Linked DNA regions of Mus musculus: region 2 is linked to region 1. Evidence: chromatin contacts called from public Hi-C data. All regions are on one chromosome and are shown on one strand. The core of a region is the stretch at or near the end of the contact, and the rest is flanking DNA. Distances in the headings are between cores, read along the strand shown. Region 1 overlaps Lpar1 (lysophosphatidic acid receptor 1). Region 2 holds the start of Lpar1 (lysophosphatidic acid receptor 1).

What was found. A called contact is a pair of places that touch in the nucleus more often than the background predicts.
Region 2: a Hi-C map of morula shows a contact between it and region 1, with 3 times the contacts expected there. The contact joins the promoter of Lpar1 here to the enhancer-like site in region 1. A contact is called at or near these places in 1 of 39 promoter capture datasets (frontonasal cranial neural crest), 1 of 15 datasets of contacts at CTCF or cohesin (the NIH/3T3 cell line), 16 of 484 Hi-C or Micro-C datasets (the 3T3-L1 cell line, the HL-1 cell line, adipose-derived mesenchymal stem cells and 12 more), 6 of 115 datasets of contacts at active chromatin or transcription factors (embryonic limb bud, embryonic stem cells and neural progenitor cells) and 4 of 9 other capture datasets (adipose tissue, liver, macrophages and 1 more).

The regions. Positions count from the first base shown.
Region 1 is chr4:58,489,087-58,493,880 of GRCm38.p6, reverse strand. The region is part of intron 2 of Lpar1 (lysophosphatidic acid receptor 1); the gene reads left to right. Among named protein-coding and RNA genes, the nearest start is that of Mir3095, 50 kb to the right of the region's middle. Within about 2 kb of position 1,935, at least 15 of the 459 cell types and tissues checked have an H3K27ac peak or open chromatin away from gene starts, as enhancers often do. A contact at or near this core is called in morula, where this site is marked.
Region 2 is chr4:58,550,382-58,555,175 of GRCm38.p6, reverse strand. Lpar1 (lysophosphatidic acid receptor 1) reads left to right here and starts at 1,883. Exons shown (of 4, transcript NM_172989.1): 1 at 1,883-2,042.

The DNA.
Region 1 (4,794 bases), core at 686-3,185:
AAAAATCTTCCCACTCTCCACAAGTTATAAATATACTTTTAAGAATTCTCATTTACATTTTTCAGATTAGTGTATATATAACAATATAATAAATATAATGTAATGAAATCTATATTATACATATAACACATGTAATACATACATACATACATATTAACATATTACCTCAAATGGGGTTCTGTGTATGATACTGGTTTATTTAGCCTGAATGAATTTCTGTGTATGACATAGGTAATATTTTTAAATGAATGAATAGTTATAGCATTGTCTTAGTTAATGAATAAATCCCCACTGCCCTATCAAGTTGCCATGTGTGGGTGTTGGTCTCTCTGGCCCATTCCATATCCTGCCTCAGGCTCCTGAGTACTGGGATTCCATTCCTGTTTGGGCAATTCCTTATTCCTATAATTGATTTTCCCAACGTGAAGCCACCCTTCCTGTTAGCAGCACTGTGTGTGAATTGATACTTTTTTCTAATCCATTATTTTACTAACATGGAGATTGTCAAGACTTCTAGCATCATTAATGGTTTTAGGTCAAATGCACTGTCTCAGACAAAGACAAAAGCCATTTCTGCTTCTCAGCAGCATTTAAAGCCACATCGCCAATGACCACGGTGGTCTGCTGTGGGGATAGCCCATTAACATTGGTTTGCAGTTCTTGCCCAGCTCAGAAAAGCATCTGAAAGATGCCTGCTATATTTACTCCTGCATGTCTCCAGTATTTTTAGTGGCTCTTATCATTCCTCCTCTTAGGCTCAACCCAGAATTCTCTGGAAATCCTCCAATGTGATGATGTGCTTAGCCTGTAGACAGGGGGCTTCATGAGATGAAGAGTACCCTCACTGACTGGTGATTAACTATTCTCCACAGATTCTTCACACACGTGTAAACATCTTATTATCCTGCACTGTTGCTTTATTAGAGGAACCACTTGATGCACTTTTTTTTTTTTTAGGTAAACTTTTAAGACATTTAGTTTGCATAGTCTTCAGTATCCTATGGACTCTAGGATTAAAGCTATCTTTTCGCTTGTATCAGTATTGTTTTGTGATCTTTAATCCCAATGAGAAGTCATCCTGCTTTTTCTTGTTTTTAATTTGAGGCTCTAAGAAGGATGAGAATTATTTTCCTGAGAATAAATTTAATAACATTTGAATAAATCCCATGCCGCTTCTTTTCTATCCTTATTGGGAGAAGTCTGTAGACTGATTGAGAAGGATAGAGCTCAACTATGGCCCCATTTAAAACGAGAGAACCAGGTCTTGGAGCCATTGCCTACCCTACTGAACACCATGTTAGGGGGCTGGGCATTAGAATCAGGATGACACGTGCTTCAAGAAGGCACATAGCCTCGAACCTACCGTTGCTTTAATAGAAATGGAACCATAAGATCCTGAGAAGGAGACAGGTGGCTCCCTGGAGCTCACTGGCCAGCCGGCCTAGCATATTTGGTCGAATCCAGGCCAGTGAAAGATCCTGTCTCAAAAGTCAAGGTGGGTGTCTCCTGCAGAACAGTACATGAGATTGATCTCTGGTGTCCACATGTATACACACACACACACACACACACACACGCGCGCGCGAATACTGGGACACACAGATTTATATGTACATACATATGCACACACAGAAGTGGAAAGCAGGTTGACCTCATTTATATCATATTGCTCATTCTTTACCCAGCATGGATTAAAGTTCCTGTAAAGTATGCCCGCGGAGTATATTATTTACATTCTTATCAGATTCCCTACTAAACCACACAGGTCTAATTAGTATTTTGTGTTTTATGCCAGGTGTTTGTTTTTCCTCTTTGCTAATGAGTGTGTAATTGCCTTGTGGGAGATTAAAAAGCAAGTCAAATGGACAGGGAGTGGCTCCAGCAGGCACTCAGGTGTATCACTGGGGTGCCCTTTGAAGGCACAGTGTTAAGCTGTATCCATGACTGACATTCCATAAATGCCTGGGAAGGTAGAGATGAGTTAGCAGAGGACAGAGAGATCTCAGACAGCTCCAGAACCACCCCTTTAGAGTTCAGGCTTGCCAGGTTGTTGTGACTCTGAACGAAGATCACAGATTGATTGGGCAAGGAACTTTCCAAGATGGGCGTCTGGTTTGCGGAGTAGCCACTGAGGTCCCAGAGTATACATTCGAGATGCGGTGGCCAGCGAGGGAGAAAAGGGTGTGAATGCAGACTTTCTGCCCCTGGGGGACATGTCATTAAAATAATTGTATCTGATCTGCATATTCATGCCCTATCCAGGGCAACATTTGAGAGCTTCTTATTCCACAAGGGTTTCTAGCTGTAGCGATTTAGATTTAGCATGGTTTCGTTCACTTACAAATATTGACTGAGCTTTGTCTGGAGTATATATTTGTTTTTGCCCCTATGTTCTATCAGGAAGTATTGGTTTCTTTTCTCGAAGTAAAAAAGAAACCGCTTAAAAACAATCTTAGGTGGAGTCATTGGGAAAATTTCAGTCTCTGCCTTGTTTGCTCTTTTCTCCAACACGACCAGCAGGAGACCAAGCGCTCATGTCTTCCTCAGCAGTGTGGAAAGTGAGCTTCGGATTTTTCAGATAGATTGTGTATGCCTCAGCGCATTTGAATAATTTTTGCAAGTTGTCACAGTTTAAACAGTAGGCTTAATATGTTTTGATTTCTTCCTCTTCCTCCTCCTCTTCTCTGCCTTTCAGGGTTCTTATCTGAAGAATAGAGAAAAGGAACAGACATTTGTTTACATTCCACTCCCCAGTCCCGAGCTCTTTCTGATACAATGATAGATTTATGCTGGTATTATTAAATTGTACTAACTGTAATTTTTATATTTAAGTTTTGACCATGGGAAAACAATCATGTCTTATGAATTTTATGGTCGCCCCAGCTTTTTATTGTTTGTTTTTTTCTTTTTTTCTGATTTCTGTTTTCTTTTCTTTTTTTTTTTTTTTTTTTGAGATAGTGTGTTTGTTTCACTGTGTAGTTGTGGCTGTCCTGGAACTCATGTAGACCAGGCTAGCCTTGAGCTCAGAGATCCGCCTCCCTCTGCCTCTCTAGTGCACTTGCAAGTGAGCACCCCCCCCCCCCCACGTATATTAGTTACTTTTCTTGTCATCATGGTAGAATTCCTAATAGAAACAATTTAAGGGAGGAAGGTTTATTCTGGCTCACAGGCCAGAGGTCACAGGCTGTCATGGCTAGAAAGGCAAGTTGGCAGGAGCATGAGGTGGCGGTCACATAGAGAAGTAGAGTTATAGCTGACCTGGCCTTCAACTCCTGGCCCCACCCCTATGTGAGCCCCACCCCTATGTGAGCCCCACCCCTATGTGAGCTCCAGTCCTATGTGAGCCCCACCCCTATGTGAGCCAGCTAAGTCTCACGTCCCTAAGAGTCTCTCCAAAATAGCACCACCAGCTGAAGACCAATTATCTAAAGGCCTGTGAGGCCGTCTATGGCTGTGGAATTCAAGGCTCCTTTAGGGTTTCTCTACACAGCAGGGTTTCGTATACCTTTGAGTTTTGTCCTAAAGCAGCGAGTCTCAACCTTCCTAGTTCTCTGACCCTTTAATACAGTTCTTCATGTTGTGCTGACCCCCAACCATAAAGTTTCTTTTGTTGCGGCTTCATACCTGTAATTTTGCTAGTGCTGTGCATCAAAATGTAAAGCTGTGACTTGTGACCCCTGTGGAAGGGTCTGCAGATCCCACAGGGGTATCACATGTTAAGAACCACCGTCCCAAGGATCTCACAGCAGAAGCACAGAGGAACTCTATCGGACTTGTTCTCTCCACCTTAACCATTTGCTGAACTTTGTTTTACTTTATGTTTCTGGAACCTTTTACCCACGAGATTCCAAAATCTCGTTAAGCTATAGGAACATTTTGTTTTAGCGTTGTTTTGAAATATATAGAAACATAAATCGGTAACGCACGGTCTTCTTAAGGAATCCCGTTTCTGTCGGCGAGTGGGGCTCTGCCTCTCCAGCTCTGCCCCAGCCCTTCTAGTATCTGCAGAATGACTAGCAGTTTGTTTTAATCCGTGCCTCCGTTTCCTTCTTGTTATCTCTGACTCTCTCATCAGATGCTGAGTGGATGTCTGTGATCTCTTTTATTTGGCATTTCTGTTCTCTAGAAATTTTATACTCTTTTTTTTTAATTCAGAAATTATTTTTTATTGTGTTCTGTCTGGTAGACACAGACATGGCTTCTGAAGACATCCATATCTTAATCCACGGGACCTCTGAGTAAGTGACCTCAGTGGGCTGAAAGGATTTTTCAGAAATAAAGAGATTTGAAACAAAGAGATGATCTTAGATTCTGACTTCTTAAAAATGTTATATTTATAACCCTTCTGTGCCTGAGAAATGTTTAGACCACCCCCCATGCGCTTCTCTGGGAGGGAATTTGTAGATACAGTTGGTAAGGTGGGAAGACGACCCTAACTGTGGGGGGCAGCATTCTGTAGGCTGGAGTCCTGGGAAAAGCCAGTGGGGCACAGCATTCTTCATCCCAGCTTCCTGGGCGTGTTCGGTTGACCAGGAGCTTCACGCTCTGCTGGCAGGACCCCGCCCCCCAGTAGAGTGTACCAGATCCTTAAACCGAGAGACAAAAATAAACCCCTCCTGGCCTTAACTTACTTTTTGCTAGATATGTCCTCACAGCAATAAGAGAAAAAATTAGTACAGTAGCTGTTGTTAATGTGATCAGAAAATTCTGAGTTCAGGTGCACGTGTCACCTTAATGTCTTCGAGAAGAGACTCTGTTCCTGTGCTCACAATTAAGGGACTGAGTCAGTCAGTA
Region 2 (4,794 bases), core at 634-3,133, 61 kb before region 1:
ATATGTTTCTGTTTGTTGTTGAGAACAGAATTGGTGTTGGGTCTAATTTTTATATTTTAAGTAGATAACTATAAAACAAGTCATAAATTGATATAAAATGGATTTGGAAAGCAGAGTCTTTTTAAAAAGAGATTTGAATAGTTTCCCCCACAATTCTTCATCCTGTCTCAAGCTCCCCAGGGCTGAGATTGCAGGTAAAAGTCATCGTTGCTGCACAGAATGAACAAAATTCTTGAACAGAAATCTGCCTGCCTCTGCCTCCCAAGTGTGGGGATTAAAGGCGTGTGCTACCACCTCCCGGCTCAAAATTCTTAAAAGTAAACAGCTTTGGAGAATAAATAAACGACCAGCTTTACAGTTCAGTTTTGAGCACCGTGAAAAATCATGGACAGGAAATGGTCATGGTCCCATCAAGTCACAACCTGTTGAAAGCTTGGGAACTATCCAACCCCCAGTGTCTTATCTTATCAGCTCTGCCCATAGCTGCTAGGCAGCGACCTCTTTGTACGAAGCAAGGGGTTGTCCATCCACTCCCTCGCTGCCTTTCATTTTCTGTCAGCTACGGTGCCGCCAGCCAGTCCTGCTTTTCTGTGGTACTACAACCCTAGATGTCCCTCAGGCTTTTACTCCCAGGCATCTGCTTTTGATGTGTGGAGGACTCCGCTGTGGGTTGAGGCAGAAAATTCTGATGACTCAACACACCCTGGGGGCCTGGAGTGTGAAGCAGGTGGGTGAAGACCGGCTGGAGAGTCCTCTCTCTCTGTCCGCATCTACTACTGAGTGATGGTAAGGCTTCTGAGATGGAAGTCTCCAGAAAATGATTCTTAGGTCCTGCCTCCGCCTACACTTCCAGGTGTGCCTTCCCTGCCCTTAATTGCCCTATGAAAAATCTTAGTTTGCCCTTGGAAAGTTACACTCCTAGCTGAAGAGAAATTTATAATCATAGCTCTAGGGACACAAAGGCACGCTCGCTTTGATTTGCAATTGCAAAGCCAACTATTGCTTTTCTATGGCCTGAAGTACAGGGCTGTGCTGGTTGAAACTTTGTGTGCTGCCTGAAAAAGTTTAGAAACTCAACTCGGAGGAGGCCATACACCAAGTTCTCTCTCCCCCCCCCCCCTTTCTTTTCTTGTTTTCCCCAGGCTCTGTGATGGTTTCCAGGGCTTTTCAAATGAGGAGGGGACAGCAACAAAGCATGCACCATGCAGGGCGTCCACCAAAGCTCTGCAAGAGGCCTGGCGCTGGGGTGAGCACAGGAGGGGCCAGGGGTGACGGAGGTGGGTGTGTCTGCTGTGGAGGGTCAAGGGAGCGCCGCGAAGGTACTGAATGAAAAGCTTAGGCTCCCCTCACCCCCACCCCCTCCCCGACCTGCAGCAGCGCGGGAAGTTCAGTGAATGACTGGGGGAGGGGACCACAGGAGGCAGAGTCGCTGTGGGTGCCACGCAGGTAAGGAGAGCAGAGCGGCTTGGGAGGAAAGGCGCTTTGGGGTGCGGGGAGTTTCTGACTTGTGCTCTGTGGATGTGGCAGAAAGCGCCAGAAGGAGGAGAGGTAAGGAGGCTGGCACCCGTGCCTCTTCTGCTGCCTGCCTGTTCCTTGAGCCCGGGAAGTTGGAACTGGGCGGCAGTAAAGCCCCGGGAGTTGTGACTCTTGTCCTCCAGCACAGTGCTGCCCTCCGTAGGCTCCGGGTTGTGCTGGGGTGAGGCTTGGGTTGGGTTGGCCCGGCGGCTGCGTGAACTGCGGAGCTGGACCTAGCAGGTAAAGACACGGCGGCCGGGTGTCCCTTGGCGCGGCGCGGGTGGCGACCGCCCCGCCTCCCATCGGCGCGATCGGCTCGCACTGTCCCACCACCCGCCGCTTTGTAGCCGTGCGCGTGAGCGCCTGAGTGCGCGCGCCCGCGGGCCCGGAGTGGGTGGGTGTGCGCGCGTGTGTGAGGCCGCCTGCAGGAGGCGAGGCTGCCCTGGCCTCCCGCACCAGCCGGTGGAACTCAGCCCGGGAGGGAAGTCGCCGCAGCCGCCCGGGCGGCCCTCCCGACCTTTGGCCAGGTCAGTGCGCCCCAGGGTCCGTCCAAGTGACACGTAGGTGGCCTCCTGTTGCTTACCTGGATCGGGTTGGGGACGCGAGAGGGCTGGCAAGGGGCTCCCCAAGTTTATTGGTGCCGCGTCCCCGACGACTTAGATGGCTCGGGTGTCCGCGCGTCCCGCGCTCAGTTCACTGCTCACCAGAGACTTTGTCGTCCCTTGAGTTTAAGGAATTTAAACTGAAGTTTCCTTGAAGCCGCCCTAGGCTTAGTCTGTACCTGGGAAATGCAAGGCGGGGAAAAACCTGATTTTGCTTGAATGGGTTGATCGGCTGTTTGCTCCTGTAGGGAGGGAGACTTTACTGTGAATGGTTTTAAACTTTAGGCTTGTTTTTCTTTGCTGCCATTTGGTCTTTGATGTGAGGCACCCAGGGCTTGTTGCTGCTTCCAGGCTGGGGCCCTAGACTGTCTCTTTTCTCAGTCCTTTCTTCCTCGTCTCCCGTTTTCTTTCTTCCTTTCGCCTGTGTTTCTTCTTCTTCTTCTTTTTTTTTTCTTTTTAGTTGAAATCTTCGGAGCTTTCCTTCCATGTGGGTTTCCAGCGAGTACTGGCTTGTGAAAAGTTTTACTCTTAAGCTATACCCATCGTCAGAGATACCTATTGCTAACTGCAACTAGAAGAAGGTAGCTAGTTATTAAAGCGGAATCCTCTATTCGTTTCGACAGAGCTGCGTGCTTATCCTTTTGTGTAAGTGTCTTTTGCTCACCTAACATGACTATGAAGTCAGAAGTCCGGGTTTCAAAGTCTTAGAAAATGGAAGAACATAGTCTCTTTCAGATGGAATGAATACCAAGGAAGAGGAATCAACATTACGCTTAAGGCCCCGTGCACCACAGCCAGCTGCATTAAAACACAGCTGTAATAGCATCTAGTTTTTGCCCTTGGTTCCTCCAGATGCAACATCATGAATAATAATCACCAGGGCTCTAATATTTTTTAAAATTCTATTTTATTTTTCCTTTTCTTTGGTCTTGAGTGTGAATTTGAGGGAAAAAATGTAGAAAGAGAGGGAAGCAGTTTGAGGCGGAAAGGCTGAGAAGGGTGACTTGCAGAACCACATCAGAGCCTCCTTGTACACAGCGTCCCCTAGCGGTGTACCCTGAACGGGTTCTGGGCTCCTGGGCTTGGTGTCCTCATCAGGAAAATGAATGGGTAGGATGATCTTTGCTGTTTCAGCCATCTTCCCTGTAACTGGGAACTAAGGGTGGGTGATTCCTCCATGAGAGACTAGTTGAAGTTGAAGAAGGAAAATGAAGAAAAATTAGTCTTGTGGGGAAATGGGAGGGCAACAGAAAGAAGGTGGGATGAAAGAAACCCGTCAGGAGGGGGATGCTTGGAGAGAGGGACTTAAGTAGGAGTTGGCTTTCTCTAGCCTGCCTGCCTGCCTGCCTGGTTCCTTTCTTCCTTCCTTCCTTCCTTCCTTCCTTCCTTCCTTCCTTCCTTCCTTCCTCCCTCCCTCCCTCCCTCCCTCCCTCCCTCCCTGACTTCCTTTCTTTCCCCTCGAAAGAAAGCAATAATTTCTTCTCCTGCCAACCTTATTATTACAAACCTGCGAGGCTGCTTAAATCTGACATGAGGTCTAAGTGATCCTTGCGGTCTGGCCTCTACTAGGCACCACCTACCCACCCACCCTGCCCTTTGCATCTTCAGCTCAGGGGAGCTGCCACCATCCCCCAAAGCTCAGCGTCCCTGTGAATGATGGTAAAGAAATCACAGAAGAGAAAATTTAAGTGGCAGCATGTCAGAGACGTCTGTTTCTATTCAGAGTTAGTATTCTTCAGAACGTAACTTGATTTTGTTTTCCAGGTTCTGTTATAGGTGTTGGTTTTTACAGAATCTGTTGTTTGACCTAGTGGGACATCCAGGGGACGAATAAATCCTGGTTGCTGAGTCTTTGAGGACATAATAACATTCGGTCTGAAATTTGTGATTTTTTTTTTTAGGAAAAGGGATCTCTTCAGACACTTGGTGTAAAAATTTGTGCTCGGAACAGAACACACCATGCTGATTTCAGTGGGAAGTTACAAGTATTTGACTCATAATGTCTTTAGAAGTTTAGTTTAAGGTCAAGTTTTTAATGTCTGTGCTTAATGTGTGGCCACCCCCCCTCAGTCCCTTCTTCCATCCTTTCCTCTCTCCCCTCCTCCTCCTAATCTGCTCTCTTCCCTCCCTTCCTCCCCTCCCTCCTCCTTGCATCCCTATCTCTCTCTCCTTGCCTCTCTTCTCCTTCCTTTCTCTCTCCTTGCCTTCCTCTTCCATCTGCCCTTCTTTCTTTCCTTCCTTTCCCTCACATCCTCTTTTCCCTTCTTCCTTTCCTCTCTTCCTTGGTACCATCAGGCCTGCCCCTGTGAGGAGCGTTATTTACTTTGAAGGTGAGGTATAACGTCATAAAACCGACCCATAAGTCAGTCAGCATCTTACTTTCTGTCTGGTTTCTTACTTTTTGCAAAGGATGATAATTTGAAAGGCTCTATGGTGTCAGTGTTTAAATATCTCTTAGGGATGTGTTAGAGCGTTGGGAGAGAACGAGACAAATTCAGTCCAACAAGCAACCATTGAATTCTTGTTGTAACAGATACAAAGAAAATGAAGAGAAGGGTTTAGCCAACGCTGAAGTGCAGAAGGTGGGACACAGATAGCTGTGGTGTAGAGAGTGAAGAGTTTCTGTGCCACATTGCATCACTATGTGCTGCAGAGGAGTCTTGAGGACCTTGGCAGG